Regions from separate parts of the Mus musculus genome. Here region 2 is linked to region 1. Evidence: chromatin contacts called from public promoter capture Hi-C data. All regions are on one chromosome and are shown on one strand. The core of a region is the stretch at or near the end of the contact, and the rest is flanking DNA. Distances in the headings are between cores, read along the strand shown.

Evidence for each region. Promoter capture Hi-C pulls out the DNA fragments that hold promoters and counts their contacts.
Region 2: a promoter capture Hi-C map of liver shows a contact between it and region 1, with 4 times the contacts expected there. The contact joins the promoter of Kpna4 here to the promoter of 4931440P22Rik in region 1.

What each region holds. Positions count from the first base shown.
Region 1 is chr3:65,525,242-65,531,249 of GRCm38.p6, forward strand. It overlaps 4931440P22Rik (RIKEN cDNA 4931440P22 gene), which reads right to left and starts at 4,173. Exons shown (of 2, transcript NR_027955.1): 1 at 3,996-4,173; 2 at 2,242-3,924. It overlaps Tiparp (TCDD-inducible poly(ADP-ribose) polymerase), which reads left to right and starts at 3,206. Exons shown (of 6, transcript NM_178892.5): 1 at 3,206-3,391; 2 at 5,983-6,008. It also overlaps the pseudogene Gm22279.
Region 2 is chr3:69,124,447-69,129,928 of GRCm38.p6, forward strand. It overlaps Kpna4 (karyopherin (importin) alpha 4), which reads right to left and starts at 2,646. Exons shown (of 17, transcript NM_008467.4): 1 at 2,286-2,646. The coding sequence starts at 2,354.

The sequences.
Region 1 (6,008 bases), core at 2,923-5,422:
AGAGGAGGAAGAGGAGGAGAAGGAAGAGGAAGAGGGGAAGAGGAGAAAGAAGGAGGAGGAAGAGGAAGAGGGGAAGAGAAAGAGGAGAAAGAAGGAAGAGGAAGAGGGGAAGAGGAGAAAGAAGGAGGAGGAAGAGGAAGAGGGGAAGAGAAAGAGGAGAAAGAAGAAGAGGAGGAGGAAGAGGACGAGGAGAAGAGGAAGAGGAGAAAGAAGAAGAGGAGGAGGAAGAAGAAGAAAAAGGAGGAGAAAGAGGAGACGGATCATCCAAATATTTCTAATAAAGGAGAAAAGTACAATAGGAACTTTACAGCCCAATTCACCCTTCTTCTCATTCAAGGAATACAATCTTACCCTTTCTAGGATAGCCCAGAATGCCTGTCAGTTATGATAGGGGCTCAGCCTGCAGGCTCTAAGGGCCCTCATGATGTTACTGGTCCTTCTGATCAAGTGTGTGAGTCTGTGCTCACATCAGCAGCATGTATACTAAGAAAAGATTAGCATGGACCCTGTGCAAGAATGACATAACAATTCACAGAGCATTCTATAATTTTAAACTTTCATATTCCAAATTTAAAAGTCCTTAATTTTATATGTATGGTATTTCCTACATGTCGGTACTTATGTTTGTGCCTAATACCCATGGAGGTCAGAAGAGGGCATCAGATTCCCTGGAAATCGTTGTTAGCTGCCATGTGGCTGTTGAGAACTGCACATAGGTCCTCTCGGACACAGCATCCAGTGCTCTTAAGTACTGACTGAGCCATCTCTCCAACCCTCCCACCTCCAACTTTTTTTTTTTAAGAGTATGAGTTTCAGGGTTCTAGAAACCAATATTTAAACTAGCTCTGGAATTACATTTAATTATCAGCTCTTAATTGAATTAGGATAAGTTACCCTTAAGTGATCTATAGCCTTTTATATAAAATACCTTCCCCCAGCTGGGCGTGGTGGCACACGCCTTTAATCTCAGCACTCGGGAGGCAGAGGCAGGTGGATTTCTGAGTTCGAGGCCAGCCTTGTCTACAGAGTGAGTTCCAGGACAGCCAGGGCTATAAAGAGAAACCCTGTCTCGAAAAACTAAAAAAAAAAAAAAAAAAAAAAAACAAAAAACCCTTCTCACTTAGATGCTCAACTTGGTCATGTGACTTGCTTGGGTCAGTGACATATTAGTAATCAATTATACTGCTTGCTTATTGAGCCTTGTTTTTTTGGAATGCCCCCATTTTGTAATCCAGATTATCATTTTATGAGGAAGCCCATATCAGCCAGGTAGAGAAGCCACACACAAGAAAACAGACCAACAAGCCTTCTTTTTTTTCCAAGACAGGGTTTCTCTGTGTAGCCCTGGCTGTCCTGGGACTCACTCTGTAGACCAGGCTGGCCTGGAACTCAGAAATCCTCCTGCCTCTGCCTCCCAAGGGCTGGGATTAAAGGCGTGCACCACCACCACCTGGCTTCTCCAGCATTCTTAGATTCCATCTTTGCATTTTCTACATCATTGTCAGCTCATTTGTGCTGAGACACTAGCTTCGACCTTGTGTCCTAAGAGATTTCAGTTAGACTAGGCAGGCCCAGCCTTCAAGCTGTACAGATGAGCTACTGGCACTCTGTCCTGGTGGAATTCCTGAGCAAAGAGCCCGGGATCATGAACAAATCAGTTATGGTTTTAAATAGCTATATTTGGGGGTGATTTGTACATAGCAGTAACTGAAACAGTACTGAAAGTATAAAGAATGTATAAAAAAATTGTTGGAAGAGAATGGAATTTTAAAAGTAGCACGAAAGCAAATTGAACAAACAAAATAGATGAGAGAAAAAAATACGTAGTAAAATGATAGATTTAACCCCAAATATAGTATGTTCAACCGGAGACATGAGGGCTGCATGTGTGTGTCCCAGGATTAAGTTTGGATGCAACCCAACATAAAACCATAAATTTACTTAAAACATTGTTTTTGCAAATATTTTTGGTAATCATTAAGTTAGTAGGTAAAGTTGGGACAGTTTTAAAACGTTGGAAATACTGCAATCTTATTATAGTTTTTTAAAAATAGTTTAATTTTGCTTATATACTAGTCTTTGAATTCTGTCCCAACCTTTCCACTTTAGTCTGAGGGCCTTTACTTGATGCAATTTGAAACAACACTGCTGGGTGATCATTAATCTGGGTTAGCAGTGCCATAAAACTTGGGAACCACAGCCTCTGCTTAGCCTGTTTTTCCAGGATCCCCTTTTTTTTTTTTTTGAATAAGTACGATCTTTTAATTTTTTTTCTTAAATTCGGATTATACAAATTTAATGTTTATTTCCAACTAAAAAAACAACAACAACAAAAAGCTATTGAATACATGAAGTTACAATCCAGATGCCAGTTTCATGTATATTTTTGAGGTTAACTCTCGGTTCCCTAAGTCTCTATGAGTGCAGGGCGTGGGGTCTGGGTGATGAAGGTCGTAGTTCTAAACCTAGTACACGCTCGGCGCGGAAGAGGCGCTCTGACTTGTTAAATGAATTAGTCACTACGTGATCCGTGGGCTGCAAAACACGCGCATAGGCATCTCTATTGTCAAAACCCTAACATTGGCTTCCCCTAGCGGAGGCTGTCCGGGAACAGGCGGCGGGGCGGGCTCAGCCTTCCCGCCCGTACGGCGCGGGGCCGGCGACCCCGTCTGGAGGCAGCGGCGGAGGCGGCCACTCGCTTCCCCCTCGGGATCTGGAGGCGTCTTGAAAGGAGGCAGATAAACAAAGGCAACCGCACCGAAACCGGCCGTTCCGTCTCACAGCCTCTCTCACATCGCGTGCCCGGGTGTCCGCGGAACACGGTGACCCTGCATCTGTCCGCAGGCAGGTGGAGTCCGCCCCACGCGGCGCGCGCCTCCTCTCCTCGCAGGCTCACGGGGGGTGGGAGGTAGCCTCCCCGGCCTCGCGAACCGTCAGAGCCTCGGGGACCCTCGGCCGCTCGCGAGCGGACACTCCCCTCCCTCCTCCTCCTCCTCCCCGGAGCGCCGAGCCGCCGCGCGCCCCTCCGTCCGGAGCACGCGCACGGGAGGCGGGGCCCCAGCTTCCCGGCACTCACTGATCGCCCGGCCCCCTCACCCCACCCCACCCCCTCTCGGCCCCGAAGCTCCTCCCTCCCCGAAGACGAGCCGGCCCGGGGGAGGAGACCGGAAGCCACTTAAAGCAGAGCTGGAGCTGACAGGCGAGCGAGCTGGAGCCTCGAGAGCAGTTGCGGCTTTCAGCGCTCAGGTCCGCGGAATGGCCCGCGCGCCGCTCGCCGCGTCGGCCGCCCACGACCCCTAGACACCGGCCCTCGTCCTCGGCTCGGACCGCTGGCGCAGAGGCGGCCCTCCACGCCGCGCCTGGGCTGCGTTCGAAGGGCGGCTTGCCTGAGGTAAAAGGGGCTGGGGGGTGGGCAGCGAGCGGCGGAGGGACCCCCAGCGGGATGGCGGGCGCCAGCCTCGCCGCCCCGAGTCCCCGTCGGGACAGCGGCGGATCCCTAGACTGCCCGGGAGAGCTGAATGCGCTCGCGTCCGTCGGTGGCGGGGTGGGATCGGGTTCAGCGCCGGGAGCTGGGCAGGTGGATAGATGGACTGGCGCCGCAGGGCTTGCGGGGCCGCCCGCGACTCCTCTCGGGGGGTTGCAGCCGGGGCAGCCCCTGCGGGAGGGCTCGGCGCTGCGGGAGCGTTCCGGCCGGCGCGCGTTCCGGGCTGCAGCCCAGAAGTTTGCAGGCTGTGTTCGAGTTAACTTTGAGTGCCGCACCGGTTCCCCTTCCTTTTCCCCGCCACCCGGAGTGTCCGCTGCGGCTCGGCCCTGCAAGCTCCGGGACTCGCCAGCCGGTCCTCGGGAAGGAGGCAGGGCCGGGGTGGGGGGGAATTCATTGTGGACTCGCCTTGAGTGGCTTCGGGGAGGCGGGGAGGTCGGGTCCTGAGGAAGGTGGGCCGGGAGTGAGGGGGCGCCCGGGTCCCTGAGGACAAGGTGAGGGCGGGGATGCTCACCCTCTCGGCGAAGTGCGGAGCCCGGTGGAACGGGCGCGGCGGGAGGTCGTGGCTGCGCGGAGCGCGGCCGGCAGGAGGCGTCGCTCGGACCCGGGCGTCTCACTCCTTGGCTGTTTGGAGCCGGCGGTTTCCATGGAAGGTGTGACCAGCTCGTGGTGCCAGACGACCGGGGCGTCACGAGGTGAAGGGTGGCGCGATTGGGTTGCCCGCTGCGGGCGACCGGAGGAAACGACCTTCCAATCTTTTTATTTTTCTGTTATGCAAACTAATTGAGGAACTGGTGGCTTCCGCACTCCACTCCTCTGCTTCCTAGTTGAGTTTCCGAGTTTGGTGGAGGGGCAGTAAGAGGAAAAGTTGTGTGCGTGCGAGTGTGTGTGTGCGTGCGTGCGTGCGTGCATGTGCGTGTGCAGAAGTATAAATAAAATCGCTTTAGTATTTTGCCTGGATTGGTGTGATAGGAGGGGATAGTGTGCGTGCGTAGGGGAAGGCACAGGCGGGTTAGATACGGAGAGGGAATACCACAATCTGTGCCAACTGAGCCTTGAGGCAAGAGCACCGAATGATGAATAATAACGCCTGGCTTGGCTGCTTTCCAGTTATTTATGTCTCATGTCAGATCCCTCCTTCGTGAGGCTTTCTCTAACAATGCCAGCTCATACTGAACTCAAATATTTATTTATTTAAAATAAATAAATCTCTTTTGTACTTAGACTAGCACTTTGTTCCATGCCTTGTGTTTTTCTGAGTTTTGATTATTCAGCACTTTTGTATACATAGACTTATAAATCCCTCCTAGATCTTTATATTCGTTTTTTAAAGCACGAAGTCTTACCATTTTGGGTTTTGACCTTCAACCAAGAACAAAGCATCTAATGTGTGCCTTTTCTAAAGTAATTCAGCCACAAAATACAGACATCCTCAGTGGTGAACAGTGCTAGGTACTATACTGGACTCCTAATGCATGCTTGATTAAATCATAGGTTCTTACATCAAGGAGTTCTTTCAGTCTATTGGACAAGAAAAAAGACCATTAATTGCTCATCACTGTCCCTTCTCATCTGGAACAATCTCAGTAAATACCTGGAAATCTCAGTCATTTTAAAGGATCTGGTTCTTGAAAGGAAAAAAAATTCAGATTCTGAAATTTGGTGTTTTTTAATATTTGTATTTTTTTGGTTATAATATACTTTCATTTGTTTTTTTTTTTTAAAGTGGATAAGTGTAACTTTTCTAAAGACAAGGACCCTTTGTATAATCGTGCTGTATTAAGTTTCTAAGGCACGGTACAGTGGTTGTTGAAGTTAGGCATATCCTGATATTCCTTCAGGAATTTTTTAAAAATTTAGAAATCTTTAACATTCAATAATTAAATACTAGAACTTTCAGAATGTAAAAACATTAGCAGGCTTCTGGCTTTCTCTTGTATCACAATTCACTTGAAAGCTTCTGTGTCTATCCTTACACACATACACACACACACTAGTTCTTTCACTTTTTAACCTTTTAAGTTTATCCTTTTGATGAACTTTCCTCCCAGTGAATTTTGTTTTTTGCAAACTCATGGGACAGATCATAAACAACTGTAAAGGGAACCACAAAGCTAAGCAAGAGATGTGGTTTCCCTGCTTCATCTTCTAGAAAAAGACAGTTATTTCTATCTTACAAAATAAAGTCATACCCCAGTAGAATCACACAGCACTTGCTCTGTCTCCCCCTCCTCTGTGTGTGTGTTTATCAATTATTAAGTCAATACATAAGTATTGAAAAATACATTCTCATCTACTATTATCTACTATTATGCAGATTTTTGCATAGCTTTTGAATCTTCATTTCTCAGTTTAAAAAAAGAAAATTGACCTGTAAGAGCTAACTATAATGCAAGCAGTGATTGCAGATAGTTAACCATAGACTAACGCAAAATGTTTTAATGAATGAATGGGTTCAGTTGTCAGTTTTTAAATGATCATCTTTCTTCCTTTCCTGGTAGGATTTGTAGATACTGAGGCACAGTTG
Region 2 (5,482 bases), core at 1,396-3,895, 3.6 Mb after region 1:
AGATAGTGTTCAGGAGGATGAGGGAGAGAGGTTGAGAGTGCAAGGCTCTCCTAGGCTACAAGTACATAATGAGACCTTGTCCAAAAGAAAAGAACAAGAGGGGTGGAAAGGGAGAAAGTAAGTCTGGCAACCCTATAAAAAGTTAGATGCAAAGTTCCAGTATTACCTAGCATTCTAGGTTTGTAGCCAAAAGAAGTAAGACTGTTACACAAGAATGTGTACATAAATGCTTATAGCAATAAGATGTGACCGATAACAAGGGTTAACCATGGTTCTATGAAGATAAACACATAAACACAATGTGCTATAACTATATGCAACAATATTAGTCAGACCTAAGAAAGAAACGTTCTTGTTACAGCATGGATGAATCTTCAAGTCAGGTAGCCACAAAGTATCCTAAAATGTACATTCCATTTACATGAAGCACTCAGAATAGGCAATCAAAACAAACATTGCTTTGGGTTGGAGTAGCTGAGAAAGAGAATCATTGCTAATGACATATATCAGGAGTTCTTCAAAGAGTAGAAAATATTCTAAGATTTGACTTAGGTGCTGATTGTGCAACCATTTAAACACATTACAAACCACTTTATATGGGTGAATTATATAGTATATGAATCACATTTCAAGGAACCTGTTAAAAATTGGTAGCAAAAAAAAATTAGAGATTGTTTGGTTACCTGATGTTTTTCTAAAATTTCTAACTTTGGAGTATTTATCAAATTTATATTCCCTAACTTGTGATTTTTCCCATTCTAGATATTCATATTAGTAAAAATAAATAGGTATTTTTCAACAAGTAAATTTAATGACAACTATGAACTATACATTTAAAAAGTTGGCTTTTGTTACATGTAAATTACTCCAATAAAGAGATTAAATTTGGGAGCTGAAGAAATGGTTCAGTTCTAAGCACTCACATGGCAGCTCCCAGCTGGAAGCAACTCCACTTCCAAAGGATGGGCTCCCTGGCCACAGGGCACACACATGATGCACATACACACACATCCAGACAAAACACCCCTATACACAAATCTAAAAAAAAATTTTTTTTTTTAAATTTCTTCCACTATAAAAAATGATCACAAAGATAAGCATCCTTAACTTTCAAACAATCTCTAAATAGCAACACACACCCTGGGACATACAGTTCTTCTAACGACTGCAATAAGCTAAAAGAGGATAAACTACATTAAAAGACTGACTGGCATTGGGAAAAGTCAACAAAAGTTGCCATCTCTATCCCGAAAATGCTCAAATTCAGGAACCGACCACAGCAGTCTGAAGAAGTTACCAGAACATAAAAGGGGATAAGAAGCTAAAAGCTTGACTTTTTTTTTAAATTCCCTATATTAAAAAAAAAAGTCACAATGGAAAGAAACTGTGTGCTTAATACATCGAACCTTGGAAGCAACTGTGTCTATGACAACGAAGCCTTCTTCCCCCCTTTAAAATAATACGTGATGGTGTCAGTCCATAGCCTACCGGATTCCTCACTGCCACCACCACCAGGAGGTGGAGAGAAAGGATACCGAGAAGACTAGGGGATGACAGCTTTGTATAACCCTTTGGACTTTTCTATGTAAGAATGCAAACTGGTGGTCTCTTCTCAGAGAGGAGTAAAAAGATCTGTGGACAAGCTCAAATAAGGCGGTGGAGGCAGGTGATCTTTTGACTGGAAAGGGACACATCGTGAGCCACATCTTTGAATCAGCTAGGACCAAACTGAAACCCAGGCCGCTGGAAGGCACTGCTTAGCATCACCAGGACCGCCTCTCGCGGCGGGGGTGGCTTTTTTTTCTTTCTTTCTTTCTTTCTTTCTTTCTTTTTCTCCAGCGGAGAAGTTGACTCCTGTAGTTTGGACATTGAAGTAAAACCAGAGTCGGGGCGATTAGGAAAACCTGCATGTGGAGGCGTCTCGGGCCCGGAGAAGTTCCGAGGTCGCCGCTCGCTCCCCCATCGCCCTCCACCCGCGACGCTTGGCGTCGGGGGCTCGAGCAGAGCCTGAGCTTCCGCCGCTGCGGGGCCTCCGCCGCGGCTGATATGCCCGCCGCCCTCACCCGTGTCTGGCCGGCTCGACAGGACAGGCCTAGGCCGCACCCGGCGGGCCCCGGCGCTGTCGCCGGCGGAGGCGGAGCAGGCCCGGCACAAACTTCCCGGCGCGGCGCCCGCGTCACGGCCGCTCGCCCGCCCGCCCAGCGCCATGCCGGCCGCCGCGCCCGCCCGACTCCGTACGCACCCCGCGTCCCGCCGGGGGCCGGAGGCCGCGGACCCCACTGTACCTCCAAGTCACGGCCTTTGTTCTTAAAATTCTTGAGCCGTTGGTTGTCCAATTTCTCGTTGTCCGCCATGGCCGGGCCGGCGACTCTCCCCACCCGCCCGGGCCCCGCGGGATCCGCCCCAACCACCGCGCCGCACAGACGCTCCCAGGAAGCCGGCCGCCGCCTGCGTCGCCCGCCCGTCCGCTCGCTTCCTCTCGCCCGCCGGGCCTCCGCTTCCTGGCTGGCCTCTCCTGCCCTGAGCTCGGGTACCACAGCAGCTCTGGCGAAGACGACTGCGGGGCCAGCGGCGGCGGCGGCAACGGCGGCGGAATGTGCTGCCGGCTGAGAGGGGGAGGCAGCCTCGATCTGAGGGCCCGGCTTTACGGCCACGCCCATCGCCGCCAACCCGGTCCGCCGATTGGCCGGCCGGGCTCCGGAGTGCTTAGCCAATCAAAAGGGACGATGGAGAGCGGGGGACGGAAGAGCGAAAGGAAAGGGGAAGGGAGAGTCTGGGGCAGGAAAGGGACGGGGCGCAGGAGCTTGGGAGGGGAGGGGTCACGCGCGGAGGGAGAAACCCGAGGCAGCCGAAGAGCAGCAGATCCGGGAGCGGGCGGGGATGGGCAGGGTGTAGTGGTCCTGGTTATGGTGGGATGATTCCCGGGGTGGCTTTAGATGTTGGGGTTCTGAACTTCGTTCTTTTCTCCCCCGGTGTTACTTGAGCGCTTCATTCACTTTGGAAGGCAAAGAGGTGTGTCTAAGCTACATGTGAAGTCCTAAACCCTGAGTCCTGTTCTGGGAACTGCGAACCAACCTAGGACCCGGCATCGTGGCTAGGACTGACTACGGTGATGTGCATTCTGAAAACTGAAGGGAAAGCTAGAGGGACCCGGTAGGAAAAGGAAGGTAGAAGGTTCGCAACAGGTAGAAACTTGAGAAAAATTGGTCCTTCCCTAATACCCCCATTTTGAGCAGTTTCTCTTGGGAAATTAAACTGCTTGATCACAAAGTATTAATTTATAGAGAATGACGACTATGAGCCATGACATAGCAAATGCAACATTGTGACTCTTGATAAAGGAAGTTAATCCCAAAGAAACCTCTTAACCAGGAACATTGTAACCAAAGGCGGATGTAAAACAGGTACAAAAGAGCCTCTCAAATTTTTCAGAATCGCTCCGGGCCGGTGACTCGGTTTGTAATCGTAGCTACTGGGCAAGAGGAGGAGCTGTTAAAGTAGCCCAAGAGCAAGGCCAGCCAGAGCAAGAGTCCAAAGCCACTTCGAGCAGTTTAGTGACACTTCCCCTCTTCTCTTGCGGGTTCATCTCAAGATAAATTAATAATAATAATAATAATAATAATAATAATAATAATAGAAATACAACTCATTGGAAGAAGCTAATTATGCTGGAGGCCCTAGGCTCAGAAAAGAGAGTGAGGACATGTTTTCAAAACTATATTTAAGCTGAGCATAGTGATCCACACGTTAAATCTAGCAAAGGCAGGTGGAGATGAGTTTGAGGCCAGCTGAGCTACATCATAATACCCTGTCTAAAAACAAACAAATGTGTGTGTTCATTTATCAATTATTAGTTCCCCAAATTGTGTGGTTTTTGTGAAGCAGTGGCAGTTCAGAGTCAGAAGGAAGAGGAAAGCTAAATGTGTCTGAACTTGGCAAAAAACTCTATTACAAAACCCTTTGGGAACATTTGGCTTCTGGTTCTTTCTGGTATATTTTGTTTGGGCAGAACCACATGCAGAAATGAATGTTTAGGATGCGAATATTTTATAAACCCCTTATATAAAGTCAAAGGAGGATGCTTTTGTAAGGTATAATACAAAGACAATGGGTTCAACAAGATAAAGGATTGAGTTCTTTTGGGAATGGGGGATAAAGAGAACTGCAGGATAGGAGCCTCTTGAAGATAACTTATAATGGAATGGTGGGAACAACCCTTTAGATACAAAGTAATGCCTTCCAAATAAGTCTTTGGTATTTTGTATACTTTCTGCTGGGCTTGGCGAACAAGCATTTTGGAAGTAATTCACACTGAGGGTTAACTTGAATGTAAGTTGAATTCAGAACTTAAAATTCAGATGAAGTTCATTATGTGTGTGTGGCATGTCGGCATATTCAGGTATACACATCTTTGTGCAAATGAGGACAAAACAAGATATCCTACATTGTTATTGCGCTCCACCTTATGGCCCGAGACAAGGTTTCTCACTGAATCAAAAGCTCACCATCGAAGATGTGCTTGCTGCCTTGTCTGCTTACCACCTCCTCCCAGTGCTGGGATCTCAGGCATACACACCTGCACTGGCTTTGCTGGGGAACCAACTCAGGTTCCCATACTTGGAGACTCTCTCCCTCATATAGTTTTATTCTCCAAAGATTGATTTAGTTGAGGTGATACTGAATTTACACGCTAGAGCACTAGTATATTTTAAAATATGACTAAGCCAGTTATAGTTGTGTATTCTACAATCCCAGAGCACTAGTATATTTTAAAATATGACTAAGCCAGTTATAGTTGTGTATTCTACAATCCCAGACTTATGGAACTTGGGCAGTAAGCTTCAGAATTCTGAAGCCAGTCCAGATACACTGAGAGACACTGTGTCCTAAAGCAAATCCATGAGATCTAAATGTGGCAAACCGTGCCTGTAATGTCAGCACTTGGAAATATGAGTCTGAATTCTATGTGAGACTAGGCTACAGAGCTAGAACCTGTCTCAAAAATAAAATGAAACAAAGGAAGGGTGGATTTAGGATAAGAACATTTTGGTGTAAGGATGGAGAGAGGGAGGGAGAGAGAGGAGGATTTTTTGTCTTAAGGGTTTGTGATTATGTGATCAAAATGAGAATGGCACATAGTATTATTAAGTAAAGGAAAGAAGGAGTTTTATACATTGCTAGATCTTTCTAAAATATAATTTGTGTTTGTTACAGTTGGGCTGATTCAGGAGAGAAAAATATTGAATCATAGCCAGTCACTATAGTTTGTGTATACTATGTCAAATGTTCATGTATTGAACCTTGGTTACCTGTCTTAGAGGAATTTTCCTAAGAAAGGATGAAGAGAGTTCTTGTGAGACCCTTTGATACCTCACAAGAGAGAGTTATAAAAAAGGACAAGCCTGGCTACCCGATCTTGTTTGATTGCCTGTCTAATTACAAGATCTTCCTCTCACATCTCCATGATCCTATCTGCCATAGA